Linked DNA regions of Sus scrofa: regions 1 and 3 are each linked to region 2. The links are chromatin contacts, called in public HiChIP or PLAC-seq maps. All regions are on one chromosome and are shown on one strand. The core of a region is the stretch at or near the end of the contact, and the rest is flanking DNA. Distances in the headings are between cores, read along the strand shown.

The links. HiChIP or PLAC-seq counts read pairs in DNA pulled down with a chosen protein or histone mark.
Region 1: an H3K27ac HiChIP or PLAC-seq map of skeletal muscle shows a contact between it and region 2. The contact joins two enhancer-like sites. A contact is called at or near these places in 7 of 47 Hi-C or Micro-C datasets (embryonic fibroblasts, fetal heart ventricle, heart right ventricle and 3 more) and 1 of 2 datasets of contacts at active chromatin or transcription factors (skeletal muscle).
Region 3: a contact with region 2 is called in an H3K27ac HiChIP or PLAC-seq map of skeletal muscle. The contact joins two enhancer-like sites. A contact is called at or near these places in 2 of 47 Hi-C or Micro-C datasets (fetal heart ventricle and heart right ventricle) and 1 of 2 datasets of contacts at active chromatin or transcription factors (skeletal muscle).

What each region holds. Positions count from the first base shown.
Region 1 is chr14:102,718,434-102,721,452 of Sscrofa11.1, reverse strand. No RefSeq gene overlaps it. Among named protein-coding and RNA genes, the nearest start is that of ANKRD1, 110 kb to the right of the region's middle. Within about 2 kb of position 1,747, at least 4 of the 83 cell types and tissues checked have an H3K27ac peak or open chromatin away from gene starts, as enhancers often do.
Region 2 is chr14:102,910,712-102,914,085 of Sscrofa11.1, reverse strand. The region is part of intron 3 of PCGF5 (polycomb group RING finger protein 5); the gene reads right to left. Among named protein-coding and RNA genes, the nearest start is that of PCGF5, 85 kb to the right of the region's middle. Within about 2 kb of position 1,420, at least 3 of the 83 cell types and tissues checked have an H3K27ac peak or open chromatin away from gene starts, as enhancers often do. A contact at or near this core is called in skeletal muscle, where this site is marked.
Region 3 is chr14:102,756,530-102,759,792 of Sscrofa11.1, reverse strand. No RefSeq gene overlaps it. Among named protein-coding and RNA genes, the nearest start is that of PCGF5, 69 kb to the left of the region's middle. Within about 2 kb of position 1,257, at least 9 of the 83 cell types and tissues checked have an H3K27ac peak or open chromatin away from gene starts, as enhancers often do. A contact at or near this core is called in skeletal muscle, where this site is marked.

The sequences.
Region 1 (3,019 bases), core at 498-2,997, 190 kb after region 2:
AGCAGGGCAGGTGGACAGCTGGATGGGTGCTGTTTCAGGGCTGTGATCAGAGGCAGGCAGGCAAGAGCAGGCTTCTGCTCGACAGGCCTTTCAGAAAGGAGTCTATTAGTCTCCCCCCTGCTCCGTGCAGGTTCTAGCCAGCTCAGGTCAGGCCTGTTGGCTCTGTTTGATTCAGCAACTTCGGGCTCTGGTTAGGCCAGATGGAAAATCAGTCCTGGAAAAACGAAAACGTGAAACACCAAGGCAGAGAAGGTCATGCACCCCCTCATAAATCTAAACACACTAAGTCCATTGAAGGACTTGCCAGGAAAATACTATTTTCAGTTTTCTCTGTGGGTTCAATTTATCTTTACTGCTAAGTAGTCAAGTTGAATTCGTTCCAGAACCAGACACAATTTGACCCTTTTTCCTTGAAGGGAGTGACCTCCATCTCCCTGCCAGGGACCTGGCTACGTCATCCTTAGGATGGGCATCTCCCACCTTAGGACTCGGGGAAGATCTTCCTTTTCCGGTATCCGAATCGGGGCCACTTAAGTTTCCTGTTCTCAGACAAATGAATCATTGGCGCTTCTCCAGTTTCTCTCACTAAGGATGAGAAAGAGTCACTCGGATGCCCTTTACTTCACTGCTTCAAGCAAAACGGTTGTTTTGCTTTTTGAAGGTGGTCATTTTTCTGCATCTTATGATCCACCTTGGCCCGAAGCAGAGCCTCATCTATCATCCTGACCATTTAAGCTTGGACTTTTGAAAGATGCATCATCGAATGGAGTATAAGAAAGGACTTGCCTCTGTCCAGGTAACTTGCATGGCCAAGTCGATCCTAGTGTCAGTAGGGTGGTTGAAATAGGCATGGGAATGCCCACACCTCCACAATATTACCACAATTAAGAGTAAGGGTAAACTACACAATGTTTTAGAGCGTCTCCAAGATTTTATTGACAAGAATCATAATTCCCATCCTATAAAGACAGGAGCAGAGCAGATGAGAGCAATCCAGATGTACCTCCCATCTGAATGGCAAAGGGGAACTTGACTGTTAATTTTTCACATGGAAACTACTTATTTCTCTGCATTGGTTGCATAAATAAGGACAGCTGTCCTGAGGCAGATCCCTTCAGATAGAGAAATCTCTTTTTCAAACACCCTGTCTTCACATATCATCACACATTCTTAGATATGCTTCCCTGCAAGAGGTGGGGCTTGGTTCCCTTCTTCTTGAGTATGACTTAGTGACTGGACTTTGTAACTCATTTCTTATTTTCAAAATTTATTTTTATTTATTTATAAATTTTTTATTTTGGGGGGTCGCACCCATAGCATATGGAAGGTCTGAATCAGGGCTGCAGCTGCCCCCCCAGCCTACACCACAGCCACAGCAATACAGGATCCAAGCCACATCTGCCACCTGCACCTCAGCTCATGGCAATGCTGGATCCTTAACCCACTGAGCAAGGCCAGGGATTGAATCCATATCCTCATGGATACTAGTCAGGTTTATTACCACTGAGCCATGATGGGAATTCCAGTAACTCACTTCTAATAAAAAGAATATAGCAGGTGTGATCTTGTGACACTTAGAGAGGCTTGAACATAAAAGTTACTGTGGTCTCCTCCTTGCTCTCTCTCTTGGGTCACTCGCTGTGGAAGACGCCAGCTGTCATGTCATGAGAACACTTAAGCAGCCCTCTGGAGAGGCCCACATGGTGAGGAACTGAGGTCACCTGCCAACCACCGATAAGGAATCATGGCCTCTTGCCAACAGCCATGTGAGTGAGCTCCAGTGGAAGCAGATTCTTCAGCCCCAGTTAGGTCTTCACACAACACGGCCTTGGCCAACATCTTGATGGCAACACCATGAGAGACCCTGAGTCAGAGCCACCGAGCTAAGCTAGTCACAAATTCCTGACCCACAGAAGCTGTGAGATAATAAATATTTGTTGTTTTAAGCTACCAAGTTTTTAGAGTAATTTGTTATATAGCAATAGATGATTAATAAAGCTCCCCACTGCAAATATTTCATCGTGGTGAAAATCTTATTATATGTGTTATTTATGACCTTTATGTTTACTGTCATTGGAAATAACCAGTCCATGTTCCAAAGGATGAGAACTGATAAAATACATTACCATGTTAGGTTAGACCTCAGCTGCCTGAACTTGACCGAACATGTTCCTAAATAACTTAGTGGATACACTCAAATATCCCTCCACGTGGATCACTTGAGTGGACGAAGAGGAAGTAGGGTCCAAGTTTATCAGTTCTACTTTATTGTCATAGCAGAGTCAAGAGGATATTGTGATGTTTCACCATATGCCTGCAAATCCTTTGACACCTCCCCTGTTGAGAGCAGTGTCTTTCTGTCCCCTTCCATGAAAACTGGGCCAACCTTAGTGACGTGTTTATAACCAGGAGATGGCTCAGCTGACAGCCCCACCTGAAGTCTCAGCCGACAGCCATCATCAACCACCAAACACAAGAGCAAAGATAGCTCCCGGTGACTTTTGCCACCAACCGGCCAGTCACTCCCAACTGTTGGGTGACCCCTCACTTGAGTCTCCCAAACCGAGGCCCCAGATATTGTGGAACTGAGTTCCACAAGCATCATAAAGGGGTTGTTTTATGCCACTAAGGTTTGGAGAAGCTCATTAGATAACAGCAGTAATCAAAACAGAAATGTGGAAACCAGTTTTATTCATCTTTCAACTTGGTCGAAAAGAATCCAACTTGGAGACAAGAAGTAATAAGCCAATTGTGTGTAAGTGATGGCCTTTAGTGGACTTAACCTCAGGGACAAATGTAAGGTTTAGTAGGAGGGTGGCAACAGGAGAGACCAAGTGAAGAAACACTATGGTTTTTACTCTGTTGCAGTTCTTGTTGCAAATTGCAGTTCTCTGAGGATAATATTACCAAGCTTGTTAGACAGATGTAGAGAGCTAGAGTGAGCATAAATTTTTTCTTCAAGGCTTTCTCCCCGCTCCTTTAAAAATCTTGCAATTTTGAAAATTTTCAAACACAGAGA
Region 2 (3,374 bases), core at 171-2,670:
CCTTTAATATCTGCCCAATGAATGATTCCTCATAGAGTTCTCCACCCTCCTCCTACCATCTGTATCAGTGATGTCCAGTAGAAATATGAAGAGAGTCAAATATCTAATGTAAAATTTTCTAGCACGTATATTAACAAATGTATTTTACATGTTCTTTTGAAAATATCTAAAGACAAAAAACAAATTTTAAATTAAAAAATAAAGGAGTTCCCATAGTGGCGTGGTGGAAACAAATTTGACTAAGAGCCATGAGGTTGCAGGTTCTATCCCTGACCTTGCTCGGTGGGTTAAGGATCTGGCGTTGCCGTGAGCTGTGGTGTACATTGCAGATGCAGCTCGGATCTGGTGCTGCTGTGGCTGTGGCATAGGCCGGTGGCCACAGTTCCAATTAGACCCTTAGCCTGGGAACCTCCATATGCTGTGGGTGCAGCCTTAAAAGACAAAAAATAAAAAATGAGAATATCTTAATATGTATTAAAATATATTTAATAATATATTCAGTTAGCCATTTTTATTTACTTTATAATAGCTTCTATTTAATGGGAAAGTATTTACGCTATCACAGGTATTTCATTTTATTGAATTTAAATTAAGAACTCCAAGGATGGAGTTCCCGTCGTGGCGCAGTGGTTAACGAATCTGACTAGGAACCATGAGGTTGCGGGTTTCGGTCCCTGCCCTTGCTCAGAGGGTTAACGATATGGCGTTGCCATGAGCTGTGGTGTAGGTTGCAGACGCGGCTCGGATCCTGAGTTGCTGTGGCTCTGGCGTAGGCCGGACGCTCCAGCTCCGATTCGACCCCTAGCCTGGGAACTCCACATGCCGCGGGAGCGGCCCAAAGAGATAGCAAAAAGACAAAAAAAAAAAAAAAAAAAAAAGAACTCCAAGGAGTTCCCTTCATGGCTTAGTTGTTAATAAGCCCAGCTAGGATCCATGAGGAGGTGGATTTGATTCCTGGCCTCGCTCAGTGGGTTAAGGATCTGGCACTGTCATGAGCTGTGGTATAGGTTGCAGACATGGCTCAGATCCTGCTTGCCGTGGCTGTGGTGTAGGCCAGCAGCTGTAGCCCCTAGCCTCGGAACCTCCATGTGCCATGGGCACAGCCCTAAAGCTCCAAAAAAAAAAAAAAGGAAAAAAAGTTAAGAACTCCACTCTTCAGGTGTCCTAGCTATATCGGCAGTGCTCAGCAGCCCCACGTGGCTCTGGCCACAGCCCTGAACAGCTTGACACAGGCTGCTTGTTTTCCCCGCCTGCTGTGCAGCTTCATACTCTTTCACCTCTCCCCATGCTACATGCTTGCCTCTCACAGCACATCCTGAGAAAGGGTACCGAGGAGGGAAGGTTGTTGATTGTGACCTACTGTAGAAGGCTAACTCTCCCTTACATCCTGCTGACAAAATACGATCATGTTCTGGCAGCAATGTGTCCAGCCTGAGAGATAAATCAGCTCAAAACCTCACACCACCAGCCAGGGTGGCACGTGGCCCAGTTAGGGCCACGGAGAGAAAGCCTCCTAGTACACTCAGGCCAGCTCCACCATCACCACCACCACTCTGCTCTCCATGTTCACGCTGCTACCATCCCTTCTTATGCTTTCCATAAGTATTTACTGAGAATTCATGAAGTTCCAGGAGTTATTCTGGGCCCCAAGAATACTCAAGTTCTTATTCTTATTATCTCTCTGAATTTATGTCTTTAAATAAACTTCCTTTGTAATAGCTTTAGTGGAATAGGAGGAGAAAAAGGCTCTATAAAGGATATCATTAGATAAACTGACGAAATGGGGGGTAGATTACAATGTTAGACCAATGTAACAGTACTGTGGTTATATGTTGGATGAAATACACACTACAGTATTTAGGATAAGGAGCCATGATGTGTGTAACTTACTCTCAAGTGGTTCATAAAAAGTAGAGAGCAAACAATCATGCATGCACATGACACAATGAGATAAAAATGTTAGCAAGAGAGTAATCCGGCTAAGGTGAAAAGTGCAAGTGTTCCCTGCACTATTTTTTTTTTTTCCTTCTTTTTTGGCCCCCTCCACCCTCTATTCTCCACACCCTAGCATGTGGAGTTCCCAGCCAGGGATCAGGTCTGAGCTGCAGCTGGGACCTACACCACAGCTACAGCCCATGTCAGATCATTTAACCTACTGTGCTCGGCTGGGGATCGAACCTGCATTCTGGTGCTTCAGAGACACCGCTGATCCCACTGCACCACAGCAGGAACTCCTGAACTACTTTTATTTTTGCAACTTGTTGTAAGTTTTAAATTAATTTCAAATAAAAAGTTTAAAAAATATATATGATGGGAGTTCCCTGGGGGCTCAGTGGGGTAAGAATCCGGTGTTGTCACTGCTATGGCTCTGGTTACTGCTATAGCATAGGTTTGATCCCTGGCCTAGGAACTTCTACATGCTACAGGTGGGACCGAACAAATAAATAGATTAAAAAAATAAATATGTGATACACTTAAGCTAAGGGATTAGTGACTTCATGTATCTAACAGTCAAAAACAAAAGCTAAGATAATTTGTCAAAACAAAAGCTGAGATAATTTATCTTAACAATATAGCACTTTAAAATGGAGTAGGTAATAATTACGAACTGTTATAGCTTTTTCTAAAGCATCAGGAAAAAGATTTTTTGAGAGAAAAGTTTGTTCTGTTATCCTTTGAATTATTTAAACAGAGGCTCTTGACTGACATTGTGGGCTGGATCTCTGGGGATGGGGCTGTCCTTTGAAATGCAAGATGTCCAGCAACACCAGCATCCCTAGGCCTTACCCTAGGGCCAGCCGCAGACCCCTCACCCCCAGTCCTGACAATTAAAGGTGTCTCCAGACACTGCTAATCGTGTGCTGGGGGATAACATCGATTCAAAACACTGATACAAAGCCACCTGGCAGAAGCCCTGTTCAGGACTACAGACTACAACAGACCTACAGTTCTTGGAAGGTCAGCATACGTCAGAATCATGTGGTGGTGGGGGGGGAGCTTGCTGAGATGGGCTCCCCTCTCAGAGTTGCTGACACAGTGGGTCTGAGAACTATCATTTCTAACTATGAATGGTTTGGGGACCACACTTTGAAAACCAACGGGCCTGACATTTACGTGTAGACAAAGTACTCCAACCAAAGGCACTTACATAGAAAAAAAAAAAGTCTGAAACCTAAGACTTGCAAATCCAGATTTATAGAATGAGGCAAACATCACTGAGAGATGAACATTAATAATGGCTCTCTAGAGAAGAGCTAGCTCTGTTTTGTGATAGGTACTTCCCTGAGATCACACAGCTGCTCTGTGGTAGAGCTGGGGTGGGAACAGTGGGAAGAAAATGAGCTCAGCGGTGAGGACACTTGGATTGTAACTAG
Region 3 (3,263 bases), core at 8-2,507, 150 kb after region 2:
ATTAAGCTACTTGGAAGTTCCCCACAGCTCACTGATGCTCTGTTAGTTTTTAAATTCTCTTTTTGTCCTGTGTTTCATTTTGAATCGTTGTCTTTTTTTTTTTTTGTCTTCAAATTCACTATTTTTTTCTTCTGCAATGTATAGTCTGCCATTTATTCCACCCAAAGTATTTTTTCACTTCACACTTTGTTTTCATCCCTAGAAATTGGAATCTTTTACATTGTATATTTTCTATGCCTTTACTTAACCTTTTGAACATATGGAAAGTAGTTATAATAGCTGTTTTAATGGCCTTGTCTGCTAATTCTAACATCTGTGTGAGGTCTAGGTTGATTTTAATTGATTTTTTTATTCTCCTCATTAAGAGTTGTATTTTCCTGCTTCTTTTCATGCTTGGTAACTTTTTATTGGCTGCCAGAGACTGTGAAATTTACTTTGTTGGGCACTGAATATTTTTGTATTCCTATATTCTTAAGCTTTTGTTCCTGGGACCCAGGTAAGTTATTTAGAAATATTTTGATCATTTTGAGTCTTGCTTTTAAGATTTGGCAGGACTGGAGCAGTGATCAGTTGAGGGCTAATTTTTCCCCACTATAGAATTAAGTCCTTTCTTGGTACTTTACCCAATGCTCCACAGATAATGAGGTTTTCCAGTCTGGCTTTGAAAAACAGGTAATATTCTTAGCTGTATATGATCATTGGGCAGTATTACCTCTAATCCTTTTGGGTGTTTTTCTCCCTAGCCTCAGGCAGTTTTTTCACGTGTATGTATTCAGCTAAATACTTAGATGGGACTCTTTTAAGATGTTCAGAGTGCTCTCTGCATGCTGCTTCCTCCTCCCTAGCATTCTGTCCTGCATATCCTAGTTGCCTTGGTCTCTTAGATTCTCAGTCCCATCCCTCAACTCAAGGAGTCCATTGAACTCTACCTGTGTTTCCTCACCACTGCACTGCAACTTATGAAATCACTCAACTCAGTAAGCCGAGGCAATCCTAGCACTCATCCTGTTGGTTTCCCATCTCTAATGAATCCTTTATTGCCTGCTGTTTGGTGTCTTGAAAACTGTTATGTCACATATTTTGCCCAATTTTTGTTTAATGTGGAGAGTAAGTCTGGTCCCTGTTGCTCCATCTTGGCTAGAATCAGAAGCACCAATAGAATCTTAAACAGTTTCCAAGATACTGTTATCATGGAGTCTACATGGCTGTGAACTGTCTAATGTAAAGGTCTGAAGGAGCCCTTGGCAGCCTTCTTTGGGTGAGGCAGCTAATGGTTGTTCCAAACCATTCCCCCAGAGGACTTGGTTTCCCTATAAAAGCTATCACTCTGTTGTACTCATTCTGAGTTGGGCTTGGGTGAAAATGTTGCCCCAGCCAAGCTGCTGCTTTACTTTGAAATGGCAAATTATTGTAGATGTATAGCGATGCTCTCTACTACCCACCTTAGGAATTTAAAGGGAATGATAAGATCCAAAACTATCAGACCACATCAATCAGCAAAACTCCAAGTCATCTCTGATGTACTGAACTATAAGAGTTGGAAATTCATAGGCTTCTGAGCCAAAATGAGATTCACATTCAATATAAATAAGAATTAGTCCGTGATTCTGCAGTTTTGTTTCCTGACCCTGTGCCTCCTGCAAAAATAGAAATGTCAGTGCCTGGCGGTGGTGAAGCATGCCAACTGATATTGTGACCCAGAGGACCAAGAAGGCACTGGCTGCACAGCCAGCTGGCAGGCTGCCATTGCCAATGGGAAAATCATTCCTCTGTGATAAGACAGCGACAAATGCTTTCCCTGTGGCTGCGATTAGAGCAGGCTCTGCATTATGACAACAGTGCTTCGAGCTTCACATAGCAGTCATTTTTGCTAAATATTCATATGCTTATTTATACTCTCCCAGGCCTTGTCTGAAATCAGGGAGTTTAAAATTTCAAGCATAAACTATTTCCCTTTTTGGGAAGAAAAATTAGTGGACACAGGAATAGAAGAGTATGTTTAGGAGTTGAGAAAGGGCTGAGGGAAGAGAATCATAGATGATTCCATAATCAGTCTGTACAAGAACTGTGTATTTCCTCTGCATGTTTGGTAGAAGGGAGTTGCTAATTGTGGAAGCTATGTATAAGTGTGAGCTCCAATTCCAGGGGGCTATATTTTCCCTAACCCAGCAACTCATAAATATGTTTTGAATGAATGCATAAATGAATGAAATTCAAGCTGCAAAAATGGTGCAGTGTCTTCTAGGGCAGAGACCAAAGGTTGTCTTTTTAACCACAGTATCTGAGCAGGGTTCCTGGCACATAGTTGAAACTCAAACATATATTTCTGGATTAATGAATGATAAAATGAAAGGAGGAAGGGAGAGAGGGAAGAAAAAAGGGGGGATGGAGGAAAAGAAAAGGGGAGGAGGGAGGAGGGAAGGAAGGAGAGTAGGAAAAAAGGAAGGAAGGAAGGAAGGATGGGTTTGAGAGCAGACAGCTGGGCTGGCTGCCCCACTTCCCAAAACAAGAGCATCTGTCTGTTAAGAAGCAGCTTTATCTTCTGCAGGTATTTGTTATACCTGCTTTAGGGCCATAAAATTTCAGGCCCTTATGATGGGCCTCTCCACAACTTGTTAGCCCTTTATAACTTATGAAGCATCTCATTTCCTGGCCACTAGGAAAATTCGGTATTTTACCCTGGGAAGGATCTCCACTCTCTGATTCTGTCACTCCTAGCCCCTCTTGTATCCTCCCCTGGTTGGGGACAGTATGTATTTGTATTCGAGGGAGAGGAAGAGAGGACAAGAGAAATGCAGGAGGGAGAAAGAGAGAGAGAGAGACAGAGAAGACAGAGAGGTGATGCTGGAAGAGAGCTTCCCTGTGTGTCCTCTGGAAGCCCACCTGTCAGCATCTTTGGCCTCCACATCCCCTCCAAGATTCAAACAGAGCTCTGTTCCCACTTATGTCAACATAAGAGCTTATGGGCTTAAGGCTTCAAGAATTGAAATGAATACTGAAAGCTTAGGTATGGCACCTTGGCAGGCTTATGGGAAGGGAATATGAGCATTTAATCCCCCTTGAAATGGCCCCCAGTAAAACAAATGGGAAAAAAAAGTCTAGTCTGAAAATCAAGAACTTTGGTTTCTATCCCATCTGTGCCTCCAGTTCACTGTGTAGATGTGGGCAGGTCTCCACTCTCTGGGCCCTGGCAGGTCATCTGGGTGATGGGAAGGTTGAGCTGTAGGTCTCAAGAGTCCTTCCTAGCTGTGGCTCTTCCATAA